Linked DNA regions of Anas platyrhynchos: region 1 is linked to region 2. The links are chromatin contacts, called in public Hi-C maps. All regions are on one chromosome and are shown on one strand. Each heading gives the region's core, a stretch centred on a gene start, on an enhancer-like site or on the middle of the called end of the contact. The rest is flanking DNA. Distances are from core to core; before and after follow the strand shown.

Region 1 (4,681 bases), core at 1,229-3,728, 73 kb before region 2:
CCCTCTGAAAATGCTGTGGGAAACAGTGACAAAAGTCTAGATAGTAACATCCAAAGCCTTTCCCTCATCCACTAAGTGCATCACCTTGTCATACAAGATTGAGATAGTCAGCAGGCCCTGTCTTTCATGAATCCATGCTGACTTGACAGGCTACTAGAAGATGCTAAGCAGTTCTTGCTTCCATCCATTTGTCAAATAAAACAAAGATTATAGTTAGGGTTATAGACATGGGTGTATCTTAAAAAAGTGAAGCCAACTTACTGAAGTAAAAATAGCAAGCTCTTATGCTATCATCTTCCCTTGCAAATCATTGTTCTTGTATTTGCTTCAAAGGATAATGTGGAAAAAACAGAATCAAAAAATGATCATGTCTATTAGGAAGGATTAAGCTACTGCTTCAATTCAAGAAACAATTTTTCAGATCAGATTTTTAACAAAACACTCGTTCTTCCTTCAGCTGATCCCATCTTTTAAGCTATGAAGTCTCTTTTTTTCATTGGAAAATTTCATGTTTCTGTGGGGGAGTTTTGCTTGCATAAGGACCGTACATCTTCAATTTACTTTTAATTTTTTATGTTGTCTTTATGATTAATTATTTATATTCACTTTTTAGAAACTTTCAAGTCGGAGATTACTAATTTAATGAATCTTTTCTTCTCTAGATCCTGTTGATAGTGTGTTGTTATGCAGCTCGATACATTGCTTAATGAAGCTACATTTTTTCATTCTAATTAGCTACCATATTTTTAGGAGCCTACAAAATAAAAATGATAAACTGATTTATTTTTCTTAGACAACGATCAAAAGTTCAGTATGTATATTCTAAACTGCTGTTTGCCTTTAAAGCATAAATCAGCTTGTGTTCTTTTTATTTTATTATCCGCACAATACTTTAATGTGATGGGTAACACACAAATTACTTTGAATTTCTGCAGTGTCGTATGTTTTGGTAGTAGAATAAAATTCTGATTATTACATAAATTTCATGCTAACTGAAAGCATGCATTTACATCTTCCCCACGGCAGCCACTGTATTGAAAGAGAATGCTATCTTACTCTTTTTCCTAAATGGAAGTCACCACAGAACTCAGTACTCTCAAAAAACATTTGCTGATGGGAATTTCTCAGAAAAATAATGTTATTATGAGGAACTAGTCAGCCTGCAGATTGATTAGTTTAAACATCAGGTCCTCAAAGGTTCTGAATTCAAGTTTCTTTATGAAAGAAATCAATCATACATGAATCATTTTTCTGCTAAATCTGAAAATTTTGGATCATTTATAGATACTGCTTCATCACTGTTTTTTCTTTAAAAACTTTGTCCAAGTTGGCTAACAAATTTGAAAGTATGTTATTTATAATTGTAAGTGTCTGAATTGTCATCGTTCCACATTTTTTAACTGTTTAGCTAGCAACAGACTTTAAGGGCTCTCTAACAAAGTCTCCTATTTACTGATAGGAGTTCTAACTCCTTTAATGCCTGGTGAGGAAAAGAACAGCCCAAAACAAGGCTTGAGTTTTATACTGAAATAGTGAAACTTATGGCAAAATAAATAAAATAAGTTGCTGCACAGCCTATTAACAAATCATACAAAAATAAAGTGGCCTAATACTAAATTAATTTATCAGAATGACTTTATATTGTATTGGGATTAGTGGCAAGGTTGTTTTAGTAGTGGTTTGCTGCAGGGGTGGTCTCTGTGAGAAGAATCCAGAAACTGCCCCATGTTAGATAAGGGCCAGTTTCAGCCGGCTCCAAAGGGCTGCTGCTGTCCTTATCTCAACCCTTGAGACCTTTCCATCATATTTTCTCCCCCTTTCTCTTTGATGAGGAGGAGTGAGAGAGCAGTTGTGGTGGAGCTCAGCTGCCCAGCTGAGTGAAACCACCACAATTATGTAAGAAAATACCATTCCACATAAGGCTGCTACCCAGGGTACTTTTTGACGTTAGCAGATCAAATCTAAGAGATTCCTACCCCTGCTACATCTGTGTTCTTCTTAAAACACCTACATGTGGGTATTTGCCTTGAAGTGGGGGTCTGGTCCCTCAGTACAGGAACCTACTGAGTTGCCCAAGCCCAGGTCGATGTAAAATGGGTTGTTACACATGGAGGACTGGCTGGAAAATCAGTGGTACGACTGGGAGGAGGGAGGAGAGGAGCTCTGCACAGATCACCATGCAGAAAACAATCCCATCGAGAGGTGGTGCTGTACGTTCAGTTTAGACTGAAACTTTGTTTTATTTGACACTCAGTGCTGGTTAGGAAAAGAGTGCGAAGCAAGTGCTATCCATGTACAACACAGTTGTTAGAATCAACACACTGAGTTCTTTATAAGAGCATTACAACACTTTGTGCCAAACTGATGCTCAAAATACTCTTTGGCAAAATTCATATCCACTCTATGGAGAGATTCGTGCAGTATAAAGTAGACATCAACTGACTTGTACATTATATCATTTGTGGTGAGATGACTGATCTCCTCTCCATGCAGTCTCCTTTATTACAAAATAACCCGGCCGCCCCTTCCTCCTCACCCATGGCCCTGCTCCAGCAGGGGCCCTGCCCCGGGCTGCAGCCCTTCAGGAACACCCTGCTCCCGCGGGGGCTCCCCACGGCCGCAGCTCCCTCAGGAAATGTCCCCCTGCTGCGGCGTGGGCCCTCCCTGGGCTGCAGGGTGGAGATCTGCTCTAGCGGAGGCTCTGCAGGGCTGCCGGGGAATCCCTGCTGCCTGTGGGCCTGGAGCCCCTCCTGCCCTCCTCCTCTTGGGGCCTGGGCCCTCTGCTGCTTCTCCCTCGCCCTGGGCCTCCTCCTCGGCCTGTGCCCACTCTGCCCTTTCAGAAATCTGTTTTCCCCAGGCACCACCAGCTTGGTGCTGGGCTCAGCTGGGCCCTGCCATGGGGCTGTTGGAGCCACCAGAGAGGCCCTGCAGCCCCCCAGCAGCACCTGGGCATGGGCACATAGTGCAGTACTGTATGTACTTCTCCCACCTTCCCTGCACAAATGCAAATATGCTCTTAATTATTCAGGTTGTTCAACACTTAGGTCAAATCCTAGGAGTCTGAGAAACTTGAACTCCCACTGCTGCCCCTAGCGGGAGGCATTACTAAATATAGAACTTGCCAAGTGGAAACTAATGAACAAGATGGTTTCTTCACCCCCCTTCATCTTAATCAGATATTGAGAATCAAGATTGACTTCCCAACATGTATAAATTTAAACAGAAAAGACTGCAAATCATCTACAAAAAGAAGCTGACTTAACACGCCCTTGATTTAGTATCATATGAAATATTTTCAGATGAGATTAACCTCCTAAAGAACATGTGTGTAACATTTTTCTTCTGTGCCTACTTTAAGATTAGTGTCTACTTTGGACATTTATAAACGTGATTATGATTTCTTTGGTACACTATTTCAAAAAGTATTTTAATTGGTTTATGGAAGTATTCCATTAAAGGCAAAATGAAACAGAATGCATTGCAGTGTCTAATTTGTGCTATGAAATATGTTTTCTGTACCTTGTAATGTGCTTGCTTCACAATATGTGCTGTTTCTGGAAAAATTAGTTGTTTTGCTATATTAATTAATCCAGTTTGAGCTGCCACAATTAATATGCAAATTCTCCTAGGCATCAAGATAAATGCTCAGAACCAAGTTGTAAGAAGCAAAATTCCTTCATTTGCGTAGCAGGCTGACCTTGGCTGGCTGACAAACACACCCAGCCGCTCTCTCCCTCCCCTGTCCTGCTGAGGGGGCTGAATCCAGTCTGCAAAAGGAACACCACAATTCAGAAAAACAGAATGCAAACAAATGAAGGAGGGGTGGACCTCAAAGAACTAAAAAAATATGTAAAATATGAAACTATAAATAATTTAATGTAAAATTATGCTGTGGTGAAAAGCAGGCTGTGTACTAAGTTCTGTGATTATAGACAACTCATGGCAGTTTATTCATGTATTAAAGCTGACAAGCAGAATTTTAGAAATAGAATTTCACATAAGATAAGTCACTGACTGTCATGAATAAAAACTTGACATGAGACATAGGTGTAATCTTTACACTCAAACATCTGCAAGGAAAGAGGAAAATCTCATGTTTGTTATTGTTTAAATCTTACAATAGTTAAACTGCTCATGCTTTGGGAGAAGCAGGAAGAGAAGCAGGACAGATTAATAGGTTTTGAGTGCTTGGATTTGCTGATATGCCATAAGAGACCAGGTTAGTAGGTAGGAGGATATCCAGTTTTTATATCATCAGAAGACCTTGCTCCAGTAAAAGTGCTTTTCATCAGTGGAAGTGAGTGTACTTTATAGGGGATGTAATGTTTATTGACATCATTTCAAATATGGGGAATAGGAGAACAGAAGATGTAGTGTCTTGCTTCTAACAACATGGGGCAGTCATACTCTTGAGTCCCTGCTCATGAAGAATGCATTTATGGAAATAATAGTTTAGACAAGCTATATTTTTCTCATAAATTTCCTATAAACTGTTCTGATATGAACTTTGTTTTCTGCAGACACATTTATTAATCATAAAAATATTTTTGCACTCTGATTATGTATGGTGTGTTGTAAGGTAACATAGGAATTAGGCATCAGCGTCTCAGTATATCCCTAGAGTTTTTGAGCTATATTTATAACTGAATTACATTCTGAATTTTAGTAATGGCAAGGGATG
Region 2 (4,264 bases), core at 142-2,641:
TGCTGGCATTATTCAGGTTCTTTTGGAAGCAGTTGCAATAGCAGCTAAAGGATCAATAGGTAAGTCTTACTAAAATAATGGCATCAGCCAGAGGATAGATTTGAGGGATGGTGTTTGTTTCTGCTTTGTTTTCAGACTAATAAAAAGATGCATTTTGGAGAAGGCTTTGTGTATGTTAGATTTTTCCTCTGTGTGCTGATAAAACTTGCTTGAAATCTTACTCCATTTATAATTAATTAAATGTTCTTGGTCTTTTGACTGCTAATGGATATATAATCCTTTGCATAAAAAAAAAAAGTAGATTTATTTTTACAGCCTTGAGAAAGACAGGAATTTCTTCTTGATAAGAAGTCGCAAAGTCTTGAGGGAACTCTGTGTGTCTACAAGAAGTCAAGAGAACTGCTGCTTTGCGATACAGCTGATATAAGAGGACCAGTAACAAAGGAATTGAGAGTAGAATGATCTTGCGGGATTTTACCTTAGTAAATATGAAGCAGCTAAAATAAGGTGGATTACATAATTTAAGGTAGTATAGTTCCATAAAATTAGAGTATTTTTTCAGATCTGTACACATGTGTACTTCTCTGCTGTTGTTTTTCTCCAGTCTTGAGCTGAAACATCATTGCTTTAGTTCATTAACTTGTGTCTGAGGTAGACTCACAAGTACAAGACCCACTTAAACACAGAAATGAAACTTGTGAAGGCTTTTATCATATTATGAGAAGAGCTTGTTATTTGATCCAATAAATGGAACTGGAGTTTAATAACTGAAATTCAGGGGCAAGCTCATACAGTTTAACCCATTCAGCAGCCACATACCATTTCTATGTAGAATTTCTGGTGATTTGATTCCAACCAATAGTGAAACACCCACACAGCCACTTGCTCAGATCCCTCTTCCACAGGACAGGGAGGAAATAACAGGAAGGTGAGAAGTCTCATAGATCAAGATAGCAACAGTTTATAAGTGAAGCAAAAACTGAATGCACAGGCAAAGCAAAGGAATTTATTCATTATTTCCCATCTGCGGGCAGATGTTTAGCAAGTCTCTGGAAGCAGGGCCTCAGCATGCATAACATAAGTTATGTGGGAAGACAGCTAGCATACCAGCAAATGTCACTCCCATTCCTTCTTCTCTCCTTGAGATTTTCTGGCTGAGCTCGAGATTGTATGGTGTGGAATACCCATACCAAAGGGGTAATTTTGGTCAGTTTGTGTTGGCTGTATGGGTTGTATCTCCTCTCAGGTTTTTTTTTTGCATACCCACAGCCTACTCACTGTTGAGACAGAGTGGGAAAAAGAAAAAGCTTTGGTGCTGTGAAAGTACCATTGACCAGTAGCCAAAACACTGATGTGCTATCAACACTGTTTGAGTCAGAAATCCAACGCACGGCACCACATGGGCTGCTATGAAGAAAACTAACTCCATCCCAGCCGGACCCCATACAACTTGATAGTAATGGGTTGTGCACATGCACGTGATTGCGTTTCCTGATTCTGAAGTAACTTCTAAAATACCAGGATGTAGGCACACTTCAAAAGCTTATCTCTAGGCAGTATCCTTCAAACAGTGAATTTCGCTTGTTCTATGGTTAATCTTATTTCTCCTGAAAAAAAGACAAACTCAAAAGGCTAGTTTTCATTTTCTTAAGGCATCTTTCCCTTGATGAGTGCAATTGTGTGTTGTTTCCAGGTCCAGCAGTTCTGGAGGTTTTTAATACCTTACTGAAGCACTTGCGCATCAGTGTTGACTTTGAATTGGGCGATAGGCGCAGTTCAGCAGGAAGTGCCACTTTCAGCACAGCCTCCAAGGAGAGTGATGAGAGGATTGTCCAGAATGCTATTATTCAAACAATTGGTGAGTAATGAGGGTATCACAGGCTCACTTTTTAAGTTCTTCCTCCCACCCTTTTCTCAGCGAGGAGGTACTAAAACAGACCTTGAATTGGAAAGGAATAAAGGTGAGTGGTATCTCTGTATTTGTGTTAAATCACAGGCTCACTTTACAGAATTGTCTTCTGAAAGACTGTTCTTATATAATATTAACTGATCAGGCAGCCAGGAAGCTCAAAGAAAATTAAAATGCTGGTGGAATTGCAGTAAATGCGTTAGTTCCATTATTATGTATCCATTGAAATATAGACATCATTCTGTACCTTTGGTACAGCTCTAATACTAGTCTGTTCATGAAAATAAGCTGGCAAGTTGTATGAAGTAATGCAGTTTTGGAGGTACTACTTGAAAGCTTGTAGAAACCAGTGTTAAAACACAGCAAGAGTGACATCCAGTGGCCAGTTGTGTTACCATGACTTAACTGTAGTACTTCTGTCATGGAATCATGGAATGCCTTAGGTTGGGGAGAAACCCTTTTATGCACAGCACTCAAAATGATAGCAAGTGTCTGTAAACGATTTCATAAAAATAGGCTCCCTCATTTTTTTCAGATTTTTCTCTGTTTAACGATATATATTGCAGTGAACTTATGATGTCTGTTTGCAGTGCCCTTTGCATTCCTCCTCCTTCTTTAAGTATCTTAAATTCTATTCCCTAGGCTGTATCTTTGCTCATTCCTTCCAGCTTTCTGGAGTAGTAGAAAATATGTAGTAGACTGTTTCTCACTATTACAATAAAATTCAAAGTTAGTTTAAATATATATTGTCTCTCCAATTCTATCACAGTTGCATTTACACTATCTCATAGTGATAATCTCAAAGTAAAATAGTTATAAACCTCTGAGATCTGTTAGCAAACCCATGCTATTTAATGGTGTCATAAGAACAGACTAAAGTAGTAACACTGTGTTCCACAAGAAACACTTACAATTCCTCATTAGTTACAGGTAAGGGTTGACAACTTCTCAATGATACATTTAAGAGGATGATATTAGAAAATATTAAAATTCAAAGAAGAAACTGTCATGAAAAGACTCTATATGCCATTAAGTAGAAGCGAACATGTGAATATTCTGCCGTAAAACAAATCACAGTTTATTTCGAAAGATAGACCCAGATAGAATAAACTTCGTATTCATCTATTTTGACTTTATAAATGAATTCCTTATATAAATAAGTTTTATCTTTTAAAGAGGCCCTATATTTCTTTTTTTTTGGTCTGTAAATTCAGCCTTTTTTTTTTTTTTTTTTTTTTTTTTTTTTTTTTTTTTTTAGGATTTTTTGGAAGCAATCTCCCAGATTACCAGAGGTCAGAGATCATGATGTTCATTATGGGAAAAGTACCAGTTTTTGGGTCAACTTCGCAGTCACTGGATACAAGTCACCTTGGGTTTGTATGAATTCCTATATTTTTGAATTTCTAATTAAAAACATAAATTTTAGAATGCTGAATAAGAAGTAGGGGGCAAAAAAAAAAGAAAATTGAAATGAAAATTCTCACTTATTGGGGGCTACATTAAATGCCATAGAGAAACAAAACAAGCATAGCATCATCAACATGAACTCAGTCTTCAGGCATATCACTAATAGAAAATACTTGATTGAAATGCAACTTATTTTGCACTAAAATATTTTTGCTCTCTATATCTTTACAAATATTGCTGAAATTACCTACTTAATGGCCTGTCAATTCCATCACTTCTTAAATGTGTATTTTCTGAATGAGGGAAATTGAACTCTGACTACATTTTTTCAAATAGCTGTGTAATTTACTCACAGGTTTTGCTTTCTTTTCATTCTGTATAAACTGATTTCACATTAAGAAATTGTAGAAATTACAGTGAATTTGTGTCATATTAGATTTACCTTTTTATTAAGAAATAGGTTTATTACAAGAGTAGCTTTTTCCTATAATTAAATAGCTGCCATACTAAGAAATAATACTTTTTTTGTTTGTTTGCTTGTTTTTTTCTGTAGCTTTAATGTTAATATTTAAAGCTACTTTTCCTTAATAGGAGGAAAGTAACTGAAAGGGTTACCTCTGTTGTGGCCAGGTATGCATGGATACTTTGTACCACATATCCTTTTCTAGCAGTCTGATATCCCTGCTAGCTTTAAGTCACTCTCATTCTTCTTGTTTCTTGCTAGTTTTTCATATACTTTAAAAATAAAAAAATAAAATACTGTGTCCCTGCAGTATGAGCAGTAGTGCTCCATAGAAGACAGAAATCTGGCTGTGCCAGGCACTTAACACGGAAGGCATTAGAAATACAGATTGATTTAGAATTTTGTACTTGGACTATCAGTTGCAGGGGGAGAGGAGCCCCCCTACAATTTTTCCTTGTTACTTTTTTAAACACAGGACTGAGCAG

The links. Hi-C and Micro-C count contacts between places; a contact is called where the count stands out from the background.
Region 1: a Hi-C map of F1 follicle shows a contact between it and region 2, with 3 times the contacts expected there. The contact joins two enhancer-like sites. A contact is called at or near these places in 7 of 8 Hi-C or Micro-C datasets (F1 follicle, F5 follicle, liver and 3 more).

What each region holds. Positions count from the first base shown.
Region 1 is chr2:8,725,493-8,730,173 of IASCAAS_PekinDuck_T2T, reverse strand. No RefSeq gene overlaps it. Among named protein-coding and RNA genes, the nearest start is that of EFR3A, 18 kb to the right of the region's middle. Within about 2 kb of position 2,478, at least 4 of the 8 cell types and tissues checked have an H3K27ac peak or open chromatin away from gene starts, as enhancers often do. A contact at or near this core is called in F1 follicle, where this site is marked.
Region 2 is chr2:8,651,883-8,656,146 of IASCAAS_PekinDuck_T2T, reverse strand. It overlaps EFR3A (EFR3 homolog A), which reads left to right. Exons shown (of 26, transcript XM_072034304.1): 11 at 1-59; 12 at 1,694-1,858; 13 at 3,168-3,282. Among named protein-coding and RNA genes, the nearest start is that of OC90, 51 kb to the right of the region's middle. Within about 2 kb of position 1,391, at least 2 of the 8 cell types and tissues checked have an H3K27ac peak or open chromatin away from gene starts, as enhancers often do. A contact at or near this core is called in F1 follicle, where this site is marked.